Linked DNA regions of Oryzias latipes: region 2 is linked to region 1. A link is a contact called in public Hi-C data. All regions are on one chromosome and are shown on one strand. The core of a region is the stretch at or near the end of the contact, and the rest is flanking DNA. Distances in the headings are between cores, read along the strand shown. Region 1 overlaps slc30a6 (zinc transporter 6). Region 2 overlaps slc30a6 (zinc transporter 6).

The links. A called contact is a pair of places that touch in the nucleus more often than the background predicts.
Region 2: a Hi-C map of embryo shows a contact between it and region 1, with 2.2 times the contacts expected there. The contact joins two enhancer-like sites. A contact is called at or near these places in 3 of 5 Hi-C or Micro-C datasets (embryo and gastrula embryo).

The regions. Positions count from the first base shown.
Region 1 is chr15:10,770,726-10,777,462 of ASM223467v1, forward strand. slc30a6 (zinc transporter 6) reads right to left here. Exons shown (of 15, transcript XM_023963160.1): 15 at 6,218-6,737. Among protein-coding and RNA genes, the nearest start is that of LOC111948787, 32 kb to the left of the region's middle. Within about 2 kb of position 2,241, at least 1 of the 8 cell types and tissues checked has an H3K27ac peak or open chromatin away from gene starts, as enhancers often do. A contact at or near this core is called in embryo, where this site is marked.
Region 2 is chr15:10,845,590-10,852,524 of ASM223467v1, forward strand. It overlaps slc30a6 (zinc transporter 6), which reads right to left. Exons shown (of 15, transcript XM_023963160.1): 3 at 6,140-6,226. Among protein-coding and RNA genes, the nearest start is that of slc30a6, 7.0 kb to the right of the region's middle. Within about 2 kb of position 2,037, at least 4 of the 8 cell types and tissues checked have an H3K27ac peak or open chromatin away from gene starts, as enhancers often do. A contact at or near this core is called in embryo, where this site is marked.

The DNA.
Region 1 (6,737 bases), core at 991-3,490:
CTGAATTTTCTTCATATTTATATTTATATCCAGTGCTTAGCATAAATGAGGACACCCACTTTAAAAAGTACTAACTTAATCAGTAGCTTAATGAAAAAAAAAAAAAAATGTCCAAACTTTCCACAAGGTAGAGCTTTACTGAACACTTCTTTAACTCCAATAACATGTAATTAAGGTTAATGATCTAACTTAGATCACATAATCTTCAGATTTACTTAAACTGGTTGAACCAAAAATGAATACACCCTGCAAAAAAAACTTCTACATCTAGTACTTTGTATGAGCACCACGATTTTTAAGAACAGCACCAAGTCTTCTAAACATGGAATGAACAAGTCGGTGACATATTGCAACATCTATCTGTTTCCATTCTTCAAGAATAACCTCTTTTAGAGCCTGGATGCTGGATGGAGAGTGATGCTCAACTTGTGGCTTCAGATTTTCCCACAGGTGTCGATTGGATTCAGATCAGGAGACATACTTGGCCGTTCAATCACCTTCACCCTGTTCTTCTTCAGAAATGCAACAGTAGCTTTAGAGGTGTTGGATCATTGTCGTGTTGGAAAAGTGCTCCACGACCAAGTGCATGAAGTGATGGCAGCCTCTTCTCCTTCAGTGTAGAACAGGATGTTGTTGAGTTCATGATAGCGTCAATGAACTGCAGCTCCCCCACACCAGCAGCACTCCTGCAGCCCCACATAAGGACACTGCCACCACCATGTTTCACTGTAGACACCATGCGTTTTTCTTTGAAAGCCTCTCCTTTGCGATGCCATACAGTTTAAAAACCATTAGTTCTAAAAACGGTGATCTTTGTCTCATCCGTCCAGAGTATTGACATCCAGTAGTCGTCATCTTTTTCGGCATGGGCCCTAGCAAATTCTAGGCATACTTTTTTGTGCCTGGACTTTAGGAGAGGCTTCCTTTGTGGACAAATAACCATGCATGCCATTCCTCTGCAGTGTACGCCGTATGGTGTCTCAGGAAACAGTCACTCCAGTTTGGGTTTCTGCTTTAGCTAACTGCAGGGAACTTTGGCGATTTTCTTCAACCCTTCTCATCAGAAGACGCTACTGTAGAGATGTTAGCTTCCGTTGACGGCCTGGACGTCTCTGTAAGATGGTTGCTCTTCCATCTTTCTTAAATTTTTGGATCACTTTTGCTATAGTATTTTGACTGATATGTAGAGCGTTGCTGATATTCTTGTAGCCTTCACCTTTTTTGCGCAAAGAAATGATTTCCTTTCTGAGATTTGGTGACATTTCTTTTCCATGGGGAGGCATTGCTGACGGCATGAAATGGGAAGGGCTTTTCTTTAGGAAATGCCCTAGGCACCTGTGTGCTGGACACCTCTTAAATGAATCATTAGACTCACTTGTGGTTGAATTCATGTTAACTAGAATTTGGTAGTCTTTAGTTTGGCTTTTCTCCTAAGACTATGACTGCAGTGTGCTCATTTTTGCAACATGGGCTTGAATTATTTTTTAGGAAAATCACTTTTTTTCTGTTTGCAAATTAACATATCAGGTTTGCAATCAAAGGCCACCTTTGTAGGTGTAGTTTGTAGTGTAGTATTTCACAGAAAATGTTAATTCTGAAAGGACATTAAAGGTTTTCTGACAAATGTAGTAGGGTGGACCCATCTATGCTTAGGACTGTCTCAGAATCAGAATGAGAATCCTTTATTGTCATTGTACATATTTATACAATGAATATGTATATCCTCTATGATCAAAAAATTGACACAAGAACATGTTAAAAACAACATTTTTTCTGAGTCTCAAAAATGTGAAAGTAGAGGTCGACCTTACATGGTTCCACAAAAAGCAACACCATCTCAGCAGGAGCATCAGTATGGTGATCCAAAAATGGTCTCAAGCTGCACTGAAGCCAAAACAGACGAACCCTCGGAGGGTCGGCTCAGCGTCTCGACTCCTGCGTGTTTGTGTACTTGTGAGTGTTTGTGCGTGTGGGATTAGTCTCTATTTGAAGTGTGAGGTCTGTTTTAATCTGCAGGTTGTGGTAAACAGATGCAGTGATCTGGTCGGTCTGAACACAGTGTTCGCTGCCAGGGTTACACAACCCACTCAGGAGATTAACAGTGATTTCACAGTTTAACACTGCTGGTTCCTCGGGAGGGTGATGCCATCTGAAACACGCATGTTGGAAATGATATGATAACCTCTGTGAGCGCGGTGATGTCGCACAGCCCCCCCCCCCATCCACTGCATTTTCTGCTCCAGTTAGCGGCAGCCAAGGCCACACGCTGCGACCTCTGACTTCAGCAAATCCCAACAACGCAGATGCTGCCGACCAAACCGTCTCTGCGCTCACCACACACGGTTCAAGGCAGAGAGGCTTTCCTTTTACGCTTCGCCTCATACATCAGAACATTGACAGAACCCGTCACACAGTTCCTCAGAAAAAAACTTGTGTGAACACGCAGTTTAGTTTTCTGTACGACCATGCGAGAGATGGATGACAAACGGTATGATACGTCAACTGATGGTCAGATGAAAAAAACTGTTGGAGGCCAATGAAAGATTGGATGAATGGATCTTTAGGAAAAAAATAAAAAAAACTGGACTGTCGCTACCTGATACAAGGGCATGTACTTACAGTTGAAAGCGGCTTGGTGTGAAATGTCAAAGCAGTGTAAATCTCGTAAATCTTTTTCCAGGCTTTTTCTTTCACAGCTCTATCCGAAAAATATGACAGATTTGACGTCATATACCTCCAGCTGCTCACAAATGGCAAATATTAGGATGGCACTTCTGTGAATTAAAAGTGACCCCATCCATACATCACTACCAAATCCAAGTCCCCGATTGGTCAAAGTTTGACCTGGTTAACTTTCAACACACGTTCAATAGCCACAGGTTTTATACGCAGAGATTAAAAACAGTCTTAAAAATGTGTTTGAGAGTGTGGAAAGCAGATACCAGCTCAGACAAGGAAAACAAAGATGTACATGAATCTATCTGCATCAGAATGGAGTAGAGCAGGAGGCTTGTGGCCCACCCAGAGTATGTTCTACATAACAAATACAATCTTTTTCAAACAGCATTTTATCATCTGCTCCTCATTCACAACAATTTGAATAAAGAAATACTAAAATCTGATATTTTAAGCTTAATTTCCTTTCAATATGTCCTCCATCATCAGAAAAAATGCTACAAGAACATGTTAAAAGCACTAAACACGCCACTTTCATTGGAGTGGGGTCTTCAGTGAAGTCATGCATAAGTGTTTTGATAAAAAAAAAAAAATTTAAGTAAAGTGAAAAACTGTTGGACTGATTTACAGGTTTTCAATGATAACTTTGGGCATGATTGGAGCCAAAATGATCCAGAAAGATGAAATGCTGAACAGTTCTCAGTTGATTCTGGTGTATTGTCAGCAGAGGATTACCAGGTCTTAACTGTTTGTTTTGTAACAAGGAAGTGAAAGGCTCCAAAACACATCCAGGAGTCCTGCTAAGCTTCAGGGGGGGGGGGTCAAAGAGCATCATTGAGTGTTCAGAATTTCCCCCTGAAAGCCAAAAACAAACAGAGGACAGATTATCCTCCTCTGGAGGGGAAATGAAATCCTTTAGATGAGGCACTTAGGTTTATAAGTTCTCTGCCTGCCAGTGTGCATGGAGCTGTTACAAACAGCTTTAAACGTCACGCAGCTGCAGAGCGCTGCAGTCACATCCTCTCTGTGATCCCAAACAATCAACAAAACCAACAGAGTCTGGTTTAAGATCACCTGAGTGGTGTGGGTGTGTCCCAAGTGACTGAGTTAGAAAACACCAGTCTATGAAGGGTCCAGACTCTGCTGGAGCGGTATTCCTGGCTACCATTTCACCATGAAGACAGAAGAACGCTCCAAGCAACTCAGAGAAAGGGTTGCTGAAAGGTACAAGTCAGGGATTGGATACAAGATCATTTCCAAGGCACTGAACATCCCCGGAATTCAGTGAAATAAATCATCGAGAAATGGAAGGAACATGGCACATGTGTGAATCTCTCTACATCAAGCCGCCCTCATAAACTGAGTGACCGTGCAAGTAGGAGACTTGTGAGAGAAGTCACCAAGTTTACTTTGAAGGAGTTACAAGCTTCAGCTAATACATATTAGAGCTCGCCCAGAGTTCACCAAAAGGCATGTGGAAGACTCCATGTTCAAGTGGAAGAAGATTCTTAGGTCTGATGGGACCATTATTGAGCTTGACGATACGTTTGTCGGAAACCAAACACTGCATATCATCCAAAATACACCATCCCCACTGTGAAGCATGGTGGTGGCAGCATCATGCTGCAGGGATGTTTCTCAGCAGCAGGCCCTGGAAGGCTTGTAACGACAGAGGACAGAATGAATGCTGCGAAATACACTGAAATCCTGGAGGACAATCTTTTTCGGTCAGCGGGAGAACCACGGCATGGGAGGAGATTTATTTTCCAGCAAGACAATAATCCAAAACACACTGCAAAAGCCACACAGGAGTCGTTTCAAAAGAACCAGGTACCGGTAAATGTTCTGGAGCGGCCGAGTCAGAGCCCAGACCTAAATCCCATAGAGAATTTTGGCTGGACTTGAAAGGGGCTGTTCATGCCTGGTCTCCACACAACCTGATAGAACTTGAGCAGTTTTTGCAAAGACGTATTAACACAATTTACTTAATTATCATGGAGTCTGACTCTACCAAAGGAGGTTTGCAGTAATTTACATAACTACCGTACAAAGAAAGTGTTGCAGAGCAACAGTAGCTGCTGCTTTTCTTCACACCAGAATCTGCTGGTTTATGTTAACTGCGTCAACAGCCGAAGAGTTTAAAAGGCTTGTTTTATTTTGTGTCAGTGGCGACATCTCTGGTATTAAAGGGTTACATTTGTGAGAAGGGGTTAATGCAGAAACACTGTTAAGAAAACCTGACATGTTGCTTGGATTGTCTCCAGTAACACCGTGGCTCCAAAGGGGAATTAGAGGGTTTAAAAAATGAGCTAAAATTCAGGAAAACAGGAAGTATACCCTGTAGTTTCAAAATAATACGAACAGGGTCAGTAGGACTATATTTTATTCAAAAAATGTAAAAGCCCACAAATGCAGACAAAGCCAGTCAATGAATCATCACCAGCAAAGATCACAGACTTTGGAGCTGGAGAAGTTCAGAATTTAGCTAAACTGGATCAAGACCGGCGTAGAAAACCCCGTAAATGAGCATCATGGGGTCAAATCTTTAACATAACAAAGAAACTGATGTGACACAGATGTGTGCGACTTCAAACAGCCTCATTTATAGTGCAAACAACACAGTAGCCCTCAGTTTGTAGCTCACGTTTGTCCAACCAGGAGACAGAAGATGCAGTAGAGTCTGAGGAAAAACCATCACCTCTTTTGGAAAATGAAGTCACCACAAAGCAAAACTGCAGTGAAACAAAAAAACTTCTTTTAATGCACAGAAACCCGAACTGAGAAAAAACAACAACACGGACTTAGATGCTGATTCGGCCACAGTAACCACAGTTCACACCAGTGACGTGCGGTGAGGTTAATGGCTGGTGAGGCACTGACGTCATCACTCAGATTTACAAACATATGAACCATGAGTATAAATAACTGAGTAACTTATTCACCATTTAATTGACAACAGTTAACGTTTTGTTTAAAATATCATTTCAACATGTTTTTTTTTCATATACAAACTGCAGCATAGAAAAAAGCACAAACGTTATTATCGTCTTACCTTTACTTGTAAATAAAGTCCATACGCCGCTCCTTCTGAAGAAAATGACTTGCCGCTTGCTATCACTTCTTCTAGTATTATATTCAGGCTGTTCATAATCTTAGGGCTCACCGGCGCCCCCTAACATGAGGCACGAGAAAGTCTGGCCTCACCCAGCGGCTTTTTTGCCGGCGTTTAGCGCTCAGCACAAGAAACACGTCCCTCACATACAGTTATTTATAAAAACAAACACTGTACATCATATACATCTGCTAAATTATGTAAACTCAGCTCATATAGTACAGGTGATTGAACCGACACACAGAGAGACAGCAGTACTGTCTGACTGCATAGGTATTGCGCAATCCAAGGTGAGGCTCAGCGGGCTGGTGCCTCATCGCACGTCATTTCTTATTATCTGAATGGCAAATGCGGAAATTCAGCGATTTTGAAAAGAAAAAACACCCAAAAATGGTACATTTAAATGGAAAATGACTGCAAAGCACAAATTACTGATTAAATATAATAATTGAATTTATTTTTTCTCTTTTCTTCCCATAATGACAGGTGAGGCACAGCCTCACCTGCCTCTCCTGACTGCACGTCACTGGTTCACACATATGTTGGTTTGTTTCAATCTTCAAAAAATGTTCAGACTGAAGGCTTAAAGTGGAAGGGGCAACTTTACTTTTGACGAGGCTTCAATTTGAAGAACATGTGGGGTCACGGTAGAGACAGTTTTACGTTGGGCTGACCTGAGTGTGGCTGTTGGGACGATTCCCAGTTACACTGGGACTGGCATTTTCTCAATCTGGTCTGGTTTTGGACTTTTCTTCTCCTTCTGTAGCAGAAAGGTGTTTGGTCCTCAGAGGGTCAGAAGCGGTAACGCAGAGTTGGGGTCACATTCAGATGCTTGAGGGAATGTCCAGCATCTGCCTCGTCTTTACTCAGACGGTCACCTCAGGTTCAAACACTTTGGGTTAGAAGGTAAATGCTGTGGTGTGTCGTCACATTGATGCTCAGATAGAGC
Region 2 (6,935 bases), core at 787-3,286, 75 kb after region 1:
CGTGTCCACTGCTGCTGGAGTCAAACAGCAGCCCAGGGGGAAGGTCACATTTCCAGCATGAGAGAGCAGCACAGCAGAAAAAGAGCCGCTCTCTGCACGGCTCTCACTTACACCTTTCTTTCTTTTCCCTTCATCTTTAAAGCAGATGAAGTCAGCAAGTTTGAACTGTGCAAATGAAGGAATAAAGAAGAGGCATTCCCTTTAAATATGCACCAATCTCCAGAACTAAATTAAAAAATAGAGGGGATGGATACCACAAAGAGCTCCACATTTTTTGCCTGTCAGGCATGGCGGTCTGGCGACAGAGATTTCAGGTTGCACGACAGAGCCAAACATTTTACATGTGTCCAAATTATCACCGGGTTCAGTAAACACAGGTTGTGTCCGATTTCCTTCACTACTCACTACATGGTGCGTTCAACATTTTGTTGTGCTGTCGCAATCTACAATTCCAAAATCCAGTGCCGTAGAAATCTCCCAGAAGTTTCTCAGGAAAACCAGCTTGTATCGATGCTCGCTAGATCGGCAAATATAGACACAATGCACAATGCATTTTCACTTTGTGAAATCGATGACGTCAAATTCGCAGTTTAAAAAAAACAAAACAAAGAGTAGTGAGCGTGGTGTCTTTTTTGGATTTAAAATCCACTACATAGTCCCGTACTATATCGTTTTTTAAGTAGTTAGGGATTGGGGTAGGAATTTGGACACAGACACAGAAATACATTACAGGTGGACCGAAATTTACAAGCAACTTTGGAGCCATCCAGCCGGAGAGCAGGGAGCTCGTGGCCTCCCAGCGTCTTTTCTACGTCACAAACACGACAAATACAATCTTTTTTAAAAGGCATTCATCTGCTCCTGATTCACAATGATTGCATTAGAGAATTACTCACAACCGTAAATTTAATTGGAATTTTCTTTCTATATGTCCTCCAGTAGAAAAATGCCACAGGAACATGTTAAAAACACCTCAAACGTCAGAGTGGAGCTTTAATTAAAATAAAATAAAAATTATATTCTGCTGTTGTTGATCTTTGCAATTTGTCCCATCAAAATCTACATCAAACTCTCAAACCTTCACGTTTATCTATTATATTTGATTGCTTAGATGTAGGAGGGAAGGATTAGATGTAAAGTCTGTATTCTATGAGCTTGTACAGATGGGGGAGGACAGCAACTTAAAGCAGCAGATGAACATAAAGATGGCGTTAGTGAACGTGATCTGAAAGGTTCTGGAGTCAGAACCAAACATTCTGGTCTTAGTCCAGAAATAGAGATCCCAGCTTCATGGATGACAGTCCAGTGGAGGTGTTGGACATTGTGAGCTGATCAGGAAGTACACAAATGACACAGAAATCCAGAGCCACCAGGGTTTGTGGCCTGAAAAGTGAGTTTGTCTCTCTGCTGCTGCAGCAGGACTGTGGCTTACAGATGGCAGTATCAGCTGTCGGAGTGTGGATCTAAACTGAGGTTCTGAGCGGCGGTGCATGAAGGTGACCCCACTTCCAGCTCTCTCTTTGAGAGGCAGCCATCATTTCTCAGAACTCTCTGATTGATTGCCAGCTGTACTGGACACGAGTTTATCTTTGGAGCATCGAGATTGGAACTGTTTGAATCCAACTCAACAGAACTCGACAAAGAATAAAAAAATGACAAAACCTTGAGAGTAATTTGCCCTCTGAGCAGCAAGAGAGTGTGTTTGTGTGTCGGAGGGAGGAGGAACCAGAAGAGGAAGAAGGGATTGAGGATGGCGTGTGCATTGTGTGTGTGTCGGCCTGTCACTTTGCGTTGGACTCATACGCCGTGGTGAGGAGAGCCGAGTGCTGTGAAATCTACAATTACTGTGGTGTGCCGTGTTATGACAGTGGCGCGGCGTCCGCTGACAGCACTAGCCAGCGCTGGAGCGCGTTGGTGTGTGTGTGCACGCACACACGCGTGCGTGCGTTTGTGTGTGCAAACAGAGAGACAGCGCACAGCCCAAAACATCCCCGACCCCCTTTAGCGTGCACACAAACACACGCTGGCCGCCGGAGGTGGGGGCAGTGTCGTTTCTTCACGGCACTCTGCTGCCCCCCTGTGGAGGGTGTGATGAGTTCACGTGTGACATCAGCTCAGTCATCAAACTGAAAGTTCTGGACAGGTACTGGAGAAGATTCAGCTTCACCTTTAAGCCCTTCAACACTTTTTTTGCTCAGGTCAGATTTTCCAAATGCAGCAGAAATTTGGACAACCTTGGATCCAAGCAGCACATCAACCCCCCAAACACACACACACACACACATGTTCAGCCACAGGGTTTCTGGCACAGAGCAACACCGCCCCCCTTCCCATCCTTGTTGCTGAGAGCTCTCTGTTTACACACTTTCTTCCGCTAGCTTACTGGTGCTACCAATTTGGTGAGCAATATAAGAGCCTTCCAGACGTACACTTTTGATCCAGATTCCACCTCAGACGAGGAAAACAAAGACGTTCATGGATCTAATCGTCTACAAATGGATCCATCAGAATGGAGCAGAAACAAGCTCCACCCACATCGTTTTGATGACAGTGATAGTCAGGAAAAAGGCTGTACGCTTTAACATGTAAAGGTTTTCTGAGGTGGTGTGTCTTGTCTAACTGATGCCTTAATGATTCCATTTGATTAGACTCAGACGTGTTTCCTGTCCAAGCTGGGAATGGTTCTCTGCTGCAGTTTTCCCTGACGTCAGAAGTTGGTGTTTGTAAACAACTCAGCCTCCAATTAGCTGATTAATCAACAGAAGAGCCTCTGGGGGAGCAGACACAGCCATGTGGGGGGGCTGGCGTCTGATCTCCACTCCCTCTGTGGAAGTGGAATCAAAAAAGTTCCGAAAAACGGGTCTCTTTCTCTTTGCGTAGAACACAAACCCGGAGCCCTCTGCTTTTCCACAAACGCCTTCATGGAAGGTTGTTGTGGTGAAAAGCAAAGCCTTCGGTCTCCATCCTCACACCATGTAATCCAATCCAAGGCTCAATGGAGGAGTAAGACCCCCACTTTAATCCACTTTGCCCAGTGTGTGCTCAAAGTGGATTATAGTACAATACCGCTGACAGATACACAAAGACCAGGATGATTTCAGGTCTGTGATGGTGTCTGCTCCATCTCTGTTGGAGCTGCACATCTGTCCCTGTTTTGTTGCATTCCTTTCATTTCCTGTCTTCATGTTTTTGTGTTCTTTCAGACCAGTGAGTTACAATTACACTGATGTTTAGTCTAAAGAAAAAGAAATCCTCCAGGAGTCCTGCAGACCAGCAGAGGGCATCAGAGGGCAGAGAGCAGACGCCGCACCAAGAATCAACAACAATAAACTCCTGCAAACATCTACCTAGAGCTGAGCATCTGATCACTTGTAGTTGAACTGGAGACCCGCCCACAGAAAATGAGCCGAGCCTCATAGCGCTTCGCCAAACTACCTCTCATTATAGCATTTTGATAGCCACGGATCCCTCTGTTCCACCCAGACAAGAAAGATGCAATGACCAGCAGCGTCTGACGCCAAATCGTTTCCATGACTACCAACACACAAACACCACACAGGTCAAATAAGGTGGGGAAAAGCCCAGGTCAGCCGTGTTTGGAAACTCGCACCCTTAGCTCTTTTCGACAGAGATTTAGTTCCAGTGTTTACATTCTTTTAACTACAGTAACTCTTCAGCTGTGTACATGATGAATTCCAGCAAAATCTGAAGTGGAGGAAAGCAGTCATGTGCTGATATGCAACAATTAGCAAAAGTGGAATCAATGTACATCAGCTGAATGTGTCAACTATCAAAATCTTTAGATCTGTGAAAATCATTTTTGTCCAGGACAGAGTCCGCTGATTCCCGTTGATCGCGTAATTTATATACATACATACATACGTACGAATTTATATACATACATATATAAACATATATACATAAATATATACATATACATATTTACATAAATAACATATATACATATATACATATATATATATACACTAGGGCTGCACGATATGAGGAAAACTCGCGGTATGCGATATTGGTGATTAATATTGCGATAACGATATAATTTGCGGTATATAAACAAATATCAAACCAACCAAAAACATCATTTCCATTTCAATGCAACAGTATAAAAATGATACTCCAAATGACCCTTGCCTACATAGGAGGCAAACATCAAACATAAAAGGGCTCATCTGATTGATCAACAACGTAAACGGGTCATTCCGATTGGTTAAATGCATAAAGGGATTTATTTCATTTATTTAATATTTCAAGCTGCCATGAGTTTGTTTTAGCACATATAACCCTTGTGCTATCTTAGATGACCCCACCCTTACATTGACATGTTCTCCCTACCATGACAAAGGTGGATGAAGGTGGAAAGATTTCATGTAATCCATGGACACCAGTGAAGATCACAAATCATTGAAGAAAAAAGGTTCAGAGCACTGTCTAGTGGGTCTAGATGACCCAACTCCCAATGTTAAAGTACCTAGGATAGCACAAGGATCAAGGTAACCATTTATTGCGATTTTCGCCATCTTTTGCGGTATGCATATTGCACAGCTTGATGTCGCGATAACGATAAATTTGCTGTATATTGTGCAGGCCTAATATACACACATATATTTATATATATAAACATACACACACACACACACATACACATATATATATATATATATATATATATATATACATACACATATACATATATATATTTAAAGACATATACATACACATATACATATATATATACCAGTGACGTGCAGTCAGGAGAGGCAGGTGAGGCACAGCCTCACCTGTTATTATGGGAAGAAAAGAGAGAAAAAAAATCCAATTATTATATTTAATCAGTAATTTTTGCTTTGCAGTCATTTTCCATTTAAATGTACCATTTTTGGGTGTTTTTTCTTTTCAAAATCGCTGAATTTCCGCATTTGCCATTCAGATAATAAGAAGTGACGTGCGATGAGGCACCAGCCCGCTGAGCCTCACCTTGGATTGCGCAATACCTATGCAGTCAGACGGTACTGCTGTCTCTCTGTATGTCGGTTCAATCACTTGTACTATATGAGCTGGGTTTACATAATTTAGCAGATGTATATGATGTACACTGTTTGTTTTTATAAATAACTGTATGTGAGGGACGTGTTTCTTGTGCTGAGCGCTAAACGCCAGCAAAAAAGCCGCTGGGTGAGGCCAGACATTCTCGTGCCTCATGTTAGGGGGCGCCAGTGAGCCCTGAGATTATGACGCTAAAAAATAATAGAATAAGTGATAGCAAGCGGCAAGTCATTTTTTCAGAAGGAGCGGCGTATGGACTTTATTTACAAGTAAAGGTAAGACTATAATAACGTTTTTGCTTTTTTCTATGCTGCAGTTATATGAAAAAAAAACACGTTGAAATGATATTTTAAACAAAACACGTTAACTGTTGTCAATTAAATGGTGAATAAGTTACTCAGTATGGTTCATATGTTTGTAAATCTGACTGATGACGTCAGTGCCTCACAAGCCATTAACCTCACCGCACGTCACTGATATATACATACATATATATACATATATACATATATATATACATATATATATATACATATATATATATACATATATATATATATATACATATATATATATACATATATATATACATACATATATATACATATATATACATATATATATACATACATATATATACATATATATACATATATACATACATATATATACATACATATATACATACATACATACATATACATACATATATACATACATACATACATATATACATACATACATACATACATACATATATATATATATATATATATATATATATATATATATATATATATATACATATACACACACATATATAAAAAGTCTGATGTAAAGATCATCTGTAACCGCTGTCAGCAGGAACGCTGACTTAAAGACAGGAAGCTGAGTGACGTTTAAACATGCATGCGGCCGATCTAACAGGCTTACAGCGTAATGTGATTACAATGTACGGGTTTTCCTCCTGCCAAGCAGTGAATGGAAAGTACCAGGACTGACGATGAGCTAAAGATTAACTATATGGAGTAATAAATAATCAAAAATCATGGCTTACAAACTAGATTTTGAAACTTACCCGTCGATCCGAGGCAACAAGGCGAACTTCTTGAAGGAACTTCCCAACGACGGATCTGTTGGACTTCCGAAAAGGATGAAAAGTGCCCTTTGGGTTCAAGCAAACCAACAAGGGTCATCAGACATAAATCACTTTAATGCAATGATCAGAAGTTGACGCTTATCCATGTGTATTCAGGAAAACAACTAGAACACTTTCATGTTTAAAAACGCCATCAAACATCCCATTAGAAGTAAAGGCCTCTGTCTGCAACAGAGAGGACCTTCTGCTGCTGTAATGGTATGATGGTGCGTTCAATGACCATTGATTGTTTGACTGTTCATGTCAAAGAACCAGCAAGTTAGATTTTCTGAAGTTAACAAAATCTAGAAAAATAGACATGATTTGTTTTCAGATGAAATTTATTTTCCTCATGAAGGAAACCCCCCAGTTTTAGCCCAACAGTTGACCTATACTGCCCCCAAGTGGCAGGACTTGGACCAGGTTTCCACAGATCATTTCTGATTTCCTTTTTTGTTTGAACAAATCTTCCAACTTTAAAGTTTAGCTTTAAGAAAGAATAATCTATGAATTACCATTAAATTTAAATAATTACATTTTATTTACTTTATTATAAAACTGTAACTGTGGTAGATCTCACAAATTTTTGAAATACTAGTAAAAAAAAGCTTCTTGGATGAATCTTGGACTCAGTTTAGTTGGTTGGTTGATTCTTCTTAGTAAAATGTTTCCAGGTTTTCTCCATGTGAGGATGATGACTCTCGACATGACTTTGTTCTCATGTTTTCTACATTCA